Linked DNA regions of Mus musculus: region 1 is linked to region 2. A link is a contact called in public HiChIP or PLAC-seq data. All regions are on one chromosome and are shown on one strand. Each heading gives the region's core, a stretch centred on a gene start, on an enhancer-like site or on the middle of the called end of the contact. The rest is flanking DNA. Distances are from core to core; before and after follow the strand shown.

Evidence for each region. HiChIP or PLAC-seq counts read pairs in DNA pulled down with a chosen protein or histone mark.
Region 1: a contact with region 2 is called in an H3K27ac HiChIP or PLAC-seq map of SST interneurons, with 10 times the contacts expected there. The contact joins the promoter of Ptprt here to the enhancer-like site in region 2. A contact is called at or near these places in 7 of 39 promoter capture datasets (cranial neural crest, frontonasal cranial neural crest, hippocampal neurons and 3 more), 1 of 484 Hi-C or Micro-C datasets (cortical neurons) and 4 of 115 datasets of contacts at active chromatin or transcription factors (SST interneurons, astrocytes, embryonic forebrain and 1 more).

What each region holds. Positions count from the first base shown.
Region 1 is chr2:162,658,276-162,663,530 of GRCm38.p6, reverse strand. It overlaps Ptprt (protein tyrosine phosphatase, receptor type, T), which reads left to right and starts at 2,384. Exons shown (of 31, transcript NM_001291150.1): 1 at 2,384-2,731. The coding sequence starts at 2,632. It overlaps 9430021M05Rik (RIKEN cDNA 9430021M05 gene), which reads right to left and starts at 2,368. Exons shown (of 4, transcript NR_033569.1): 1 at 2,105-2,368; 2 at 1,735-1,810.
Region 2 is chr2:162,338,305-162,344,117 of GRCm38.p6, reverse strand. The region is part of intron 2 of Ptprt (protein tyrosine phosphatase, receptor type, T); the gene reads left to right. Among named protein-coding and RNA genes, the nearest start is that of Ptprtos, 50 kb to the left of the region's middle. Within about 2 kb of position 2,032, at least 5 of the 459 cell types and tissues checked have an H3K27ac peak or open chromatin away from gene starts, as enhancers often do. A contact at or near this core is called in SST interneurons, where this site is marked.

The DNA.
Region 1 (5,255 bases), core at 1,135-3,634, 320 kb before region 2:
CCCTCAGCCCTGGGTGAAGCGTCCAGATGCATTGTGGGAACTGTCTCCTAGGACAGACAAGTGGAGAGATAGCATCTCCTAGGTGATGCACCTAGGGGACCAGGACAACAGGTTTGCTGACCAAATGCCTCAAAGAGAAACTTAAGTGAGTTTACCCGGGAAGGGATGTGAGATGGCCCTTCCAGGCAGAGGGAGCTGGTCTGGTGCAGTGTGACAGTGAGGCCAGATGCCAAAGCTTACCAGTCAGTAGGTGGAGCACAGGGCCTGGGAACTACAGCTCCAGACCAAACCCAAGAGGGTGCTGGTTTGAGACCCTGCAGCTGGGCAAGCAAGACCTGCTGCTGTGATCAGGTCACATTCTGCTAGTCGCTCACCAAGAAACAAGATGACTTTCCTTGGGGCCATGCGATCCCCATTCGGATTTTGGAGTTTTGGCTACAGTGATAAATAACATCCTGTAGCATGGGCTCAGGAGCTGAGGGATGGTGAGAGCCCAGAAGATGTCCCGAGAACCGCTATTTTATCCTTAGAATGCCTGAGAGAGGGGACGGATTGGCAGGCACTCAGGGGAACCCTGACAAGTTACACCAAACTACTTAGTGGCTTAGAGACCTCCTATTCCTCTCCTGGGTCAGAGCCCCCCCCCCCCCCCCCCCCAGTCTCCCATCAGCCAGGACAATCACAGCTGTGGGCTGGAGTCATGTTTCTTCTTAGAGGCTGCACTCTAACTCATTAACTTAAGGCTAGGCCTGGATAGACATGGGCTGGATCAAACAGTTGGGCAGTTTAGCTCTGAGCTGAAGGGATCTTCTATTCCTATTGTTCCCAGGGGGGCAATCATCCTGTGTCACCAGAGAACAGCCAAGGCTATGACTGCCCAGTCAAGTGCACTGTCAATATTAGTAAAAAATTTAAGGACCTGCAAGGTAGCTTGCAAGAGGTCTAACTCCCAGGCTCCCGCCACTCCCCCCCCCCCCAAAACCCCCCAGAGCACAAACCCTATTCCCTGGAGTGAGGGCTAAGCAGCAGGGTTTTCTTTTTTTTGGGGGGGGGAGGGGTCCTCTCCCCTGGGAGAGTGCTTTGACCAGGGAAGTGTGGGAGGTGCTTGGCCATGCAATGGGCTGGCCCCTGTGTTTATCTTGAGAAAAGTGGAGGCTGTGGAGGTGGAGGGAGGTCGTTCAGAGCCAGGTGGAAGCATTTGCCTGGAATTACAAGTGTGGGCTGAGAGAAATAAATGGGCTGGTGTTCAATAAAAAACGTCCACCTCGGCAGAGCTGGGGTACCAGTGAGGCTCTGCCAAAGCAACTCCAACCCAGAGCCCCTGGTGCCCCACTTTTGGAGATGCTGGCTGTGTTTGACTTCCATATGACTCCTAATGGTCTGTCTGTCCGGTTCAGTCCTTTGGGACTCCAACAAGGGAGTGGAATGGGGAGGGGGAAACACTTTGTTAAACCGAAGGAGGGCTTTGGGCAGGCAGTAAAGTGTTTACAAAGTAGGAATCCCTTCAGCATCTTTGGGTGTCCTTATCGAAGGCCTTTATATACAAGGCTCACATCCCTCCCCTGGTGGCAGGCCTGTGGGCTGTGGCAGGCACTGCCCAGTGATCTATGTCTTTAGGCCTTCAGCCCCAGCCAGGTCTTTGTTCAGACCAGGAAGCAAAAGGGGGAAAGCTCCATTTCTCTCTGAAAGGGAGAACAGGGGAGGCAGCTAGAGAAGGGGGAGAGATTCCCACACCTGTGTGTGTAGGGCGGGGTTAGGGACAAGAGAAAGAGATGTGTTGTGATTAAGGTCGGCTGTGCTGGACTGCTGACTAGATGATAGGGGATGAGGAAAGAGGGAGGGAAAGGGAGAGAGAAAGAAAGAGAAAGGGAGAATATGAATATACGAGAGAATTTTAGGGTGTGCAGGAGACCCTTCAACAGCTGTCCCCAGCTTTGCGAAGCATCCCCCTCCCGCAATTCACAGCCCTGTAGCGTCCGGAGTTGATCGGGCCTCTCCCTCCCCCTGCCTGCTCGCACTGCCCCCCCCCCCCCCAGTCACCTGTTCTCCCACCCTTACTTCAAAGGCTGTTCCAGGTTTCTCTCCTCCCCCCATCGCCTCGTACCTGCGCCCCCGCAGGGTAGCCTGAAAGCGATGCTCAGCTGGGTGGTGTGGCGCGGGGCGAAGAGGCGAATACCCCGCAGATCCTGTGTGTGCAAGAGCGATGTGTGTACGCGCTTGAGTGCGCGAGCGGCCCCGAGCCGGCCAGCCCGGGAGAGGGTGCGTGGGGGAGCCCGCGAGTGGCAGCCGCGGGCGTGTGCCAGGCGCGGGCGGGCGTGCGCGCGAGGGTGTGTGTGCGTGGCCGAGGCGGAGCGCCCGGGCGGGCGGCGGCGACGGCGGCGGCGTTAGGACTCTGGGGACACCGCCCCCCGGCCCCCGCGTCCCGCCCCCGCCCAGCCTCGCGCCTCAGTTCGCGCCGCGCCTGGGCTCGGAGCGCAGCGGCGCCGGCTCCCGCAGCCGGAGAGGAGCCAGCCCCGGGAGCCCAGCGGCGCGCACTGCCTGCAGCCGCGCTGGCGATGCGGGGCCGCCCCGCGCCCGCCCGAGTCCCGGCCCCGGCGCCCTCGGGAAGGGGCTGAGCCGCTTGCCGCCCGGATGGGGAGCCTTGGCGGGCTCGCCCTCTGCCTGCTCCGGCTCCTGCTCCTGGGGCTGCAGCGGCCGCCGTTGCCCGGCGCCGGAGCGCAGAGCGCCGCAGGTGAGTGCGCCCGCCGGGCTCCCCGGGCCCCTTCGCTCTCCCCAGCCCTGGGAGGAGAAAGTTGGGTCCCGTGGCCAGGGGATGCCGGGGCCCGGTGGGAGTCCCGTCCCAACCTCCGGACGCAGCTGCTGTGTCCAGGCGTGCCCAGTCCCGCTCCAGGTCCCCCCCTGGCCCCTCGTCGCCTTACTTTCCTGCCGCTTCCCCCCCACCCCCGGGCGGGAGTAACTTTGCGCGGCTGTTGCGAATATTTCCACTTGCTGCCTCCCACTTGTCGGAACCTGTCACTCGAGTGTTTCGGGGTGGAGGGAGGAGGCGCCGCTTCTCGCCCGGCGCGGAGCACTGTCACCCGGGCAGCTTCCTGGGCTGCGCGCTCTTGGAGTGGGGAGCACAGGTCCCTAGCAGGCCCAGGCTGCCAGGGCGGTGGCTTTTCCTTTCTCCTGGGAGACACTGAAGATCATCCAGTGTTGTTCTAAACACGCCGCTCCCCTTAGCGAGCCCTTAGCAGCTGGGACTTCCCATGGGAGTGTTCTTGTGAATGACCCACTCGGCTAAACCCTCACCTCACCTCGTGGCTCTGTCCAGAGTAATGGGTACCCTGCTAAGGCCCTTTAAGTGCAGTGGCTTTGATCAGTGAGCTAGTGGGCTTCTGAAAACTTCGGGACACTCGTCTTTCGGCTTGCCCATGGGCAGGTAGCTAGTTCCCCAGAGTGTGTCTAGTGTCTTCTTAGTGGCGACTGAGCTGAAGAGACCACTACCGAGGGTCTCTCTCATCACTAAAACCCCACTGGTAGGGCTTCCTTCCGTGAGTCCCTTAAAGAGGGAAGGAGAGGTGGGGAGGGATACCTCCAAGTTCAAAATCACCTCGAAGTTTCTTAGCACCTTTGGTTTAGGAGTGACCACACTGAGCTGCTGTCGCTGGTCGGGGTCGGGGGCGGGGGGCACGTTGAGGCATGTCAGCGGAACTTAGGAAAGGGTTCTTTTTGGATTGCTAAGCAACAGCTGTGCTCACATAAGAAATCAGGGGAGGAAGAAAGGGAAAGAAAGGCAGTGAGCCTGATGGAAGTCTCTAAACAGGCTGCTTTTGAGAGGAAGAACCGCCGGAGTGACATTCCGTTAGAAATGTCTTAGGTTTTCTTCCCTGACTTGATGTTAAAATGGAAACTGGACACAGGATGTATGGGAAGGAACAGCTTGTTTTCGTGCCAGCGAAGTTGAGCAAGGAGGCCACTCTTTTTGAGGTGTCTGAAGCTGAAAGGCTGGGACAAGAGGGGGAGAAAAGAGACGGCCGCAACATCATTCTGAAGATGCTTCAAGGCTCTTGTTTCCCTCGCTTTGGGGTCTGCGTTAGGTGTGCTGTGTCAGGAAGCTGGCAGGAGGGTGCTTGAGGCAGTCCTGGGGACCCGGGTATGACTTATGATTCTAATCTTTACTGTCTTCTAAGGCTTGGCGGGACATTCATACGTTAATAGTACTCACGTTCCCGCAGCAGAAACCGGATCAAACACGTCCCACAGACCTTTTTTGGGTAGCAGCTGTAAACCCAGAACCTGCTCCAGAAAGCTGTCCAGGGCTGAAACGCACGCCGGTTCCGCATGTTACCGCAAGGTGGCGCTCGCTCACAGCTGTTAAATGCAAATCGAGCCGCTTTCATCTCAGGGATAGAACTTCGGTTCAATTTTTAAATGAGTAATGTGTTTATTCAGCAGCCTTTTGTTAAAACATTTAGAGAAGTGTGAGGAGGAAGCACCTTTTCTTTGTTTGCTGCTCGGAACACACCGGGAAGAAAAGCAATCCTGGAGTACAGTTTGGGAAGAAATCGACTGCGAAGGCGCCATATGTTTCCTTTGGTTCTACCTGGGCCCATAGCTTTTGCAAAGCTACAATAGCATATATTTAGCAAGCGGCTGCGTTGTTCCCGGCTCCTTAAAGGAGTAGGATTAGCTTGTCTTGGTGACTTGGTGCGTTCTAAGCTCCGCTCATTTATAGAAATGGGCATCTTTTTTTTTTCTATACCTAGCTCATTATCGCTCTACTTTAATGCTAACTAGATCGTTTAAACTGGATTCTTCCGGGGCTTTCCTTATGAACATCTGTAATTGTCGACGCGTTAATCCTGCAACTGTTGACTTGTTAAAACGGACTTCTCTTCTTATTTTATTCCTCATTGTGGTATTGTCAGAATCCAAATTTGTTATAAGTATGATTATAGTTTGGGTCTCTTTTGAAAAAGCTTATTTTAAACTTTCTGCAAGTCTGAGTAAATAATGCATTTTAAAACTCAGTAGTGTGTTCTCCATATTCCTTTGATCTGAAGATTCCCCGGTCTCGGAAGCAATTTCAATTTGTGAGCTTACATCTAGGACATTGAGGGCTGATGGGCTTTGCTGTGACTGTTGGTCACAGTGTCCAAAAGTCGGAGTCAGAAGCTGTCATCAAAGGCAATTTCCCCCTACCTTACTCTACCCTGTGTTTCATGAGCCACTACATTTTTTTTTTTTTTGGCGAGGGATTATAGTAAAAGAAA
Region 2 (5,813 bases), core at 783-3,282:
GATCGAAAATCTTTTTCCTTTGATTAAAATAAAAAGTCACCAACCTTTGTCCTGGAGTCTCTACATAGTTGACTTCCAGGAGGGTTACCAGGGGCATCTTCTCATATGAAGTTCAAGGGCACCACAGCCAGGAGAGTTGCCTGGAGTGCCTTGACTGATAGTGTCGACTGCCTTCTTTGGCTTAGGGTTTTCTGTAACCTTGAAGAGAAGGCTGTGCAACTGGGAACAGTGAGATTAAATGTCACAAAATGTTGGGTGTGTGGACCCTTGAGAGATTTCAAACAGTTGACTTCCAAGGGCTGACCAGTCTCAGAGCTGAACTCTCCCTTGGATTGGGATGTCTACCTGTCCTCTGGATAAAACTCATGCCTGTCCCTTTTTCTCTTTTTATGCATATTGAAATGTGCTAGGTGCTAATTGTGGTCTGTTTTACTCTATGGAGTCCATAGTTCCCTTTTACCACTAGTTACTGAAGGCTCTTTGTTTACTTGTATGCTGAGCTTCAGCAGCGAGTTCCAGACATGGCTATTTTAGAGTCCACATATAGTCACCTTTACTAGTTTCTGAATTAGGTTGAGGATATCATTAGGGGTGCTGGTTCTGCAGAGAAGAAACAGAAACAGTTGGCAATGGCCCACTGTAAGAGAGAATGACGACCAGGTATCTGTAGTGACTCTCTGAACACAGATCAACACATGACATTTCAGATTCTACATGCCTTAGCCACTGTTGCCTGTCTCAGAGAGAGCTAGAAATGTCAAGTTGCATGTTGGCAATTGTCTGTTTGGGGGATCTAAGGCTTCACATGATCTGTTCAGCTCACCTAGAACCATCAGGGTAATACCAGCTGTTCCCAAGCCCTGGCTTGTGACTGGGGTGGGGAATCAGCCAGATTATGGAGTATACATCCTTTTAAAGATCCCCGACAACAGATGAAGGTCTTCCTACCACTGAACTCCAGCCATGCCTGCTACTGTAATCGTACTTAGGAAATGAATTTAGGAGACCAGCAGGCTTAGTCAGGCATGACAACTAATAACATAGTCCCAGCATTCCAGATCCAGGAGCAGGAAGATCACAAGGTCAGGGTTGGCTTTGGCCATGTGGTCAGACCTTGTCTCAAAAAACAGCCTGCAAACCAAAATTCCTCAGACATCTTTTAGACCTGGATCCTGGTTATCCTTACAGAGCTACTCAAGAACTCATGAGCATTTGTGCCCTGCAGTCTTGATAGACCTGAGGACTTAGTTTCTGTTTTGACAAGGAAGAGATTATCTATAGATAGCAATTTTCAGAACCAGGCTTCCCACTTCTCATTCTAGAAGCTCAAAAACAGGTGGGTCTGAATCAAGTCCCCACCCACTTGCCTCAGGTCTCTCCAGAAAGGGGGACTTCTGTGGCAGGCTTAAGCAAGTAGTTTACCTGAATGGGCAGATGCCCTGGACACATGGGCTAAATGCTTAGGTCATGTCAACTCTCCCAGCTGCCCAAGTCTTGCCTGAGTCATACCACAGTTCTGGGCATCATGGATCCATTACCATGAATAGATAGCATGGCAAAGAATCACCTCTTTGTACCCAAGTCTCTCTTCTTGTGATGTAAGACTGGAAACATCTGTCTGCCTCATGTTGTTACTGTAAGTGGACCTAAGGCAATGGGAAGCAGATTTGGAGAACTCTGTCTTTCTAGGTATTTCTTGTTGCTGCTGTTACTGTGACCTTCAAGAACAGCTGGTTTCAAACTTCCTGTGTCAAAGAACTGTAGTGCTTTCTGAAAAGACCACCCCTGCTTACTCACCAGCCCCTGGGAGGGCGGATTAAAGTTGTTGTGACTGCAAACCCAGCCGATATGGGCTGTAATATAGTAAATTATCACTTGTTTTGCAGTCTTGACGAGAAAAATAAATGCAATTACACTCATGAATGTTGAAAAATGAAGCAAAGCAATGTGGATCGGCACATTTGAGGTGCTTTTCCAAATGAAAAGCTGCCTACAATGAATGCTAATGGGCTCCCTCCCTCCAGCTCCTTGGCATATGGTGCAATGTGATCTTTCTGAATTAAGAGAGCAGCTGCACCAAGTGGCTGGCCATGGGGGCAGTAGCCTTCAACAGCCTCCATGATAGGAGTCTCAGCAAGTAGACCCAATGTTCTCCCTAACCTGGGTACCCAGGATGGGCCCAGTTTCCTAAAGATGATACTGAAATGATTTTGGAGCCATCTCTCTGTTTCAGGATTCTTGACTGTACTCTGTAGTTTACTCTGTGTGGCAAGCACACATTGAACAGCAACTATATACTCCACAGTGTACTGGGAGAGAGGGATAAGTCCCAGACATCCTTTCCCTGCTAATCATACAAGACCTTGCCACCTAGGCCCAAGGATTGCAACATCCAGCTTTGTGTTGTCATGACAGTGGCCACCGTACACTTAAAATATGGCTAGTCCAAAATGAGATGTGCTTGAAGAATAAAACACATACTTGAACATAAACATTTAATATAAAAACAATGGTCAAATAATTGGGAAGGTGGGCCAATTATATGCCAGTAGCACATTATTTTGTTTAAGGGACTGGGGCGCCAGAGGATTTTCTGTTTGCATGGCCTTCTGGATTCTGATGAGCTAAGTTAAACATACTAAATGTTTTGTTTTGTTTTGTTTTTTTAAACCTTTTAACATATGGCTGATAAAATTTTTTGAAGGGAGAGGATGACTTCCACTTACTTCTCTTGAGCGGTGTGGCTCTAGATCTGTTTTCTGGTTACCCACATCTTTTGACACACACTCCCTTTTGGGGACACTCTGTTAGACCTTCAGCCTCACCTGCTATTTGCTGTCTCAGGGACCTGGTACTTGGGGAAGGCTTTTTCCAGAGTTTTCTTTCAATTTAACTGTCACCTTCAGTGAGAAGTACTCTGTGACTGTCCTTGTAGCATATGTATCTTTAATAACACTCAGTTCTATGATGTATGTATTTGCTTCAGTATCTGTTTCTCCTAAGAGAACAGAAGGAAGGATTGGGACCTTCTGTTTTATTTTGTGCTATTTTCAAGTGTGTGTGTGTGTGTGTGTGTGTGTGTGTGTGTGTGTGTGTGTGTGTTTGTGTGTTTAACTGCACCTATTGTGTGGAGGTCAGAGGTCAACCTTGGTGTCATTCCTCAGACACAATCCATCTTGATTTCTTGAGAACAAGTTTTCTCTGCAACCTTGGAACTCACCGGTTAGGTGAGGCTGTGTGAACCCCAAAGATCTGCCTGTGTTTACTTCCAATTGCTAGGATTACAAATGTGTGCCACAGTGCCTGACTCTTTTGCTTAGGTACTAAGTACTGAACTCAGGTCCTGAGAGTTTCATGGTAAATACTTTATCACCTAAACTATCCCCCTAGCTCATGGTTTTCCATGTCAATCTTCATGTTACTGTAGCAACTGACACATAGTAGATACTCAGATTATTCTCTTAAATGAATGCATGGATAGTTAAGTGTTTCATTTATGTTACCAGGGAGAAACCATTTTGGTTATTTTTAGATTGCTGATGTTTGAATAAGAGTCAACAATGGGCCCCAATCTATCAATCAAGTGAAGTCTGAATGAAAAGAGAGAGACTGAGGAATGATGTAATGAATTTGGTAGAGTCAGGATTATGTAAATTAATGAGAAAGCTAAGTACAAGTGGCTGAACTCAGAGAGGAGTCTAAGGGGCCAGGGCAGGGAAGCCCATTAGGGAACTGCTTGAAGTATGGACAACACAGCCATCCATTGCCTTCTGTTTCCCTTTGGCTGTAATGAGCCAGGGTAGCTGGTGCATGATGCCTGGAGATGAAGGCCAAGGAGGCTCCCCCTCTTAAGTACAGAGCACGGAAAAGGGTCTATCTGGATTGAGGAACAGGGACACTAGTTACAAAGTCTAGTGGGAGAACAGACAGTAATTGTTACCCCCAAAAGACCTAAAAAGCTACTTCCTTTTAATGTGAGGGAATGTGTCTATTCCAGACCAACAACCCTCTCCTAAAAGTATTCTAAAAGTAGGATGCTCATGAGCATTAAAATTGTTTAACATTCATGAAGAGATTTCTGGCCATTGAATGGGAAGTGTAATTATGGGAGGCATAAAGTTGTTATTTGCAGAGGATATTATTATTCACCCAAAGCTCAAGAGAAATAAGTGAAAAACCATTACAACCCAGTGCAAGAGTACAACAGGGCAGCCAGTCAGGGACTAATCATAGGAAAATCAACAATTTCCTCAGCCTTAGTAATAACTAGTTATAAAAATAATATAAAATGATTAATTTTGCTAAGGCATCAAAGTATAGAAAGCTGAGGAAACTCGAGAACTAGGGACTTCAGAAGGGAGCTGAAGAGTAAAATGGAGAAAAACAAATGAAAGAAAGAGACAGATCACTCTCATTCCGTGACAAAGGCTTCCTACTTTAAATCTTGTGGGATTAGGTTTTGTTTAAAGTGCGTTTCAGTAGCAATTAGTGAGCAGGGTTACAAATGAATTGTTTAGTTGATCTAGAAAACATAAATGAGTACAGCTGACCAGACAGATGTTGGGCGACAACAGGGGAGGGATATTATTACTCCCAGAAGATTAAGAGAACAGAATATGTCCTATAAAGAGACATGCATATGCTTGTATGACTCAGTGTGTATGAGCATACACCTATGTATGTTAGATAACCTGGACACTTCTAATAAGTGAGATAAGTCAGGATGAAAATTCATCTACAGTGAGGTGTGGGCTAAGTTGGGATAGAGTTTTTTCCTTTTTTAATTAATTGATTTATTTACTTTATATCCTGATCATAGCTTCTCCTCCCTCCTCTCCTCCCAGTCTATCCCTCTTCTTTCCCCTCCCCAACATCCTCCTGCCCTCCCTTTCTTCTCAGAAAAGGCTCAGAAAAAAGGGAGGCCCGTTGGGATAGATTTTTAACATTCACTATCAAAATGTATTCCAGATGAATGGAATTAGTATCATTTAAGTGTAAAAACTTTAAGTCTCTATGGCATGTGATGCATAAGTGACTTTTATTTATTTATTTTTGTTTTTGTTTTTGTTTTCGAGACAGGGTTTCTCTGTGTAGCCCTGGCTGTCCTGGAACTCACTCTGTAGACCAGGCTGGCCTCAAACTCAGAAATCCACCTGCCTCTGCCTCCCAAGTGCTGGGATTAAAGGCATGCACCACCACACCCGGCCATAAGTGACTTTTAAAATAATTTTAATATTAGAACAGCTCCTGGAAAAAGAGCAACAATGACAAGTATTTCACCCTGAAAAAATAAACAAGAAGAAAAGACCTACATCAAAATGAGCCTTGATACATACACACACACTATTTAAACATATAGCTATATAAAATAAATGATTGATACCATGAATATGAAAAGAACTTCTACAAATCAATAAAAGAAAGACAAATGATCCATTAGACAAATTTTGTGTTGGTGAGACTTCTGAGAAATACTGTCAGTGTAAAACACATTGGTACAATATTTAGAGAGAACAATTTAATATCTGTCAAAAACATGAACTATGTATATCTCTGGCCCCCAAATTTATTCTTGAAGCTGTATTGCAAGGAAATAATCAAAGATAAGCCTAAAGTGACAAGTTCTGAGTGTGTGACCCCGACTTCCCAGAATTCTCCTCTAGCCACTGTACTACAGAATAAACGAGCTTGCTTCCCGGGATGGCTGCGAGGTTTCTTTTGGATGATTTGCCTGTAAAAAGTCCCGGGAGAATGGTGCTGTGTATTCATGGTTAACTTCGGGCTCCCACATCTTCCCCTTCCTTCTCTACCTT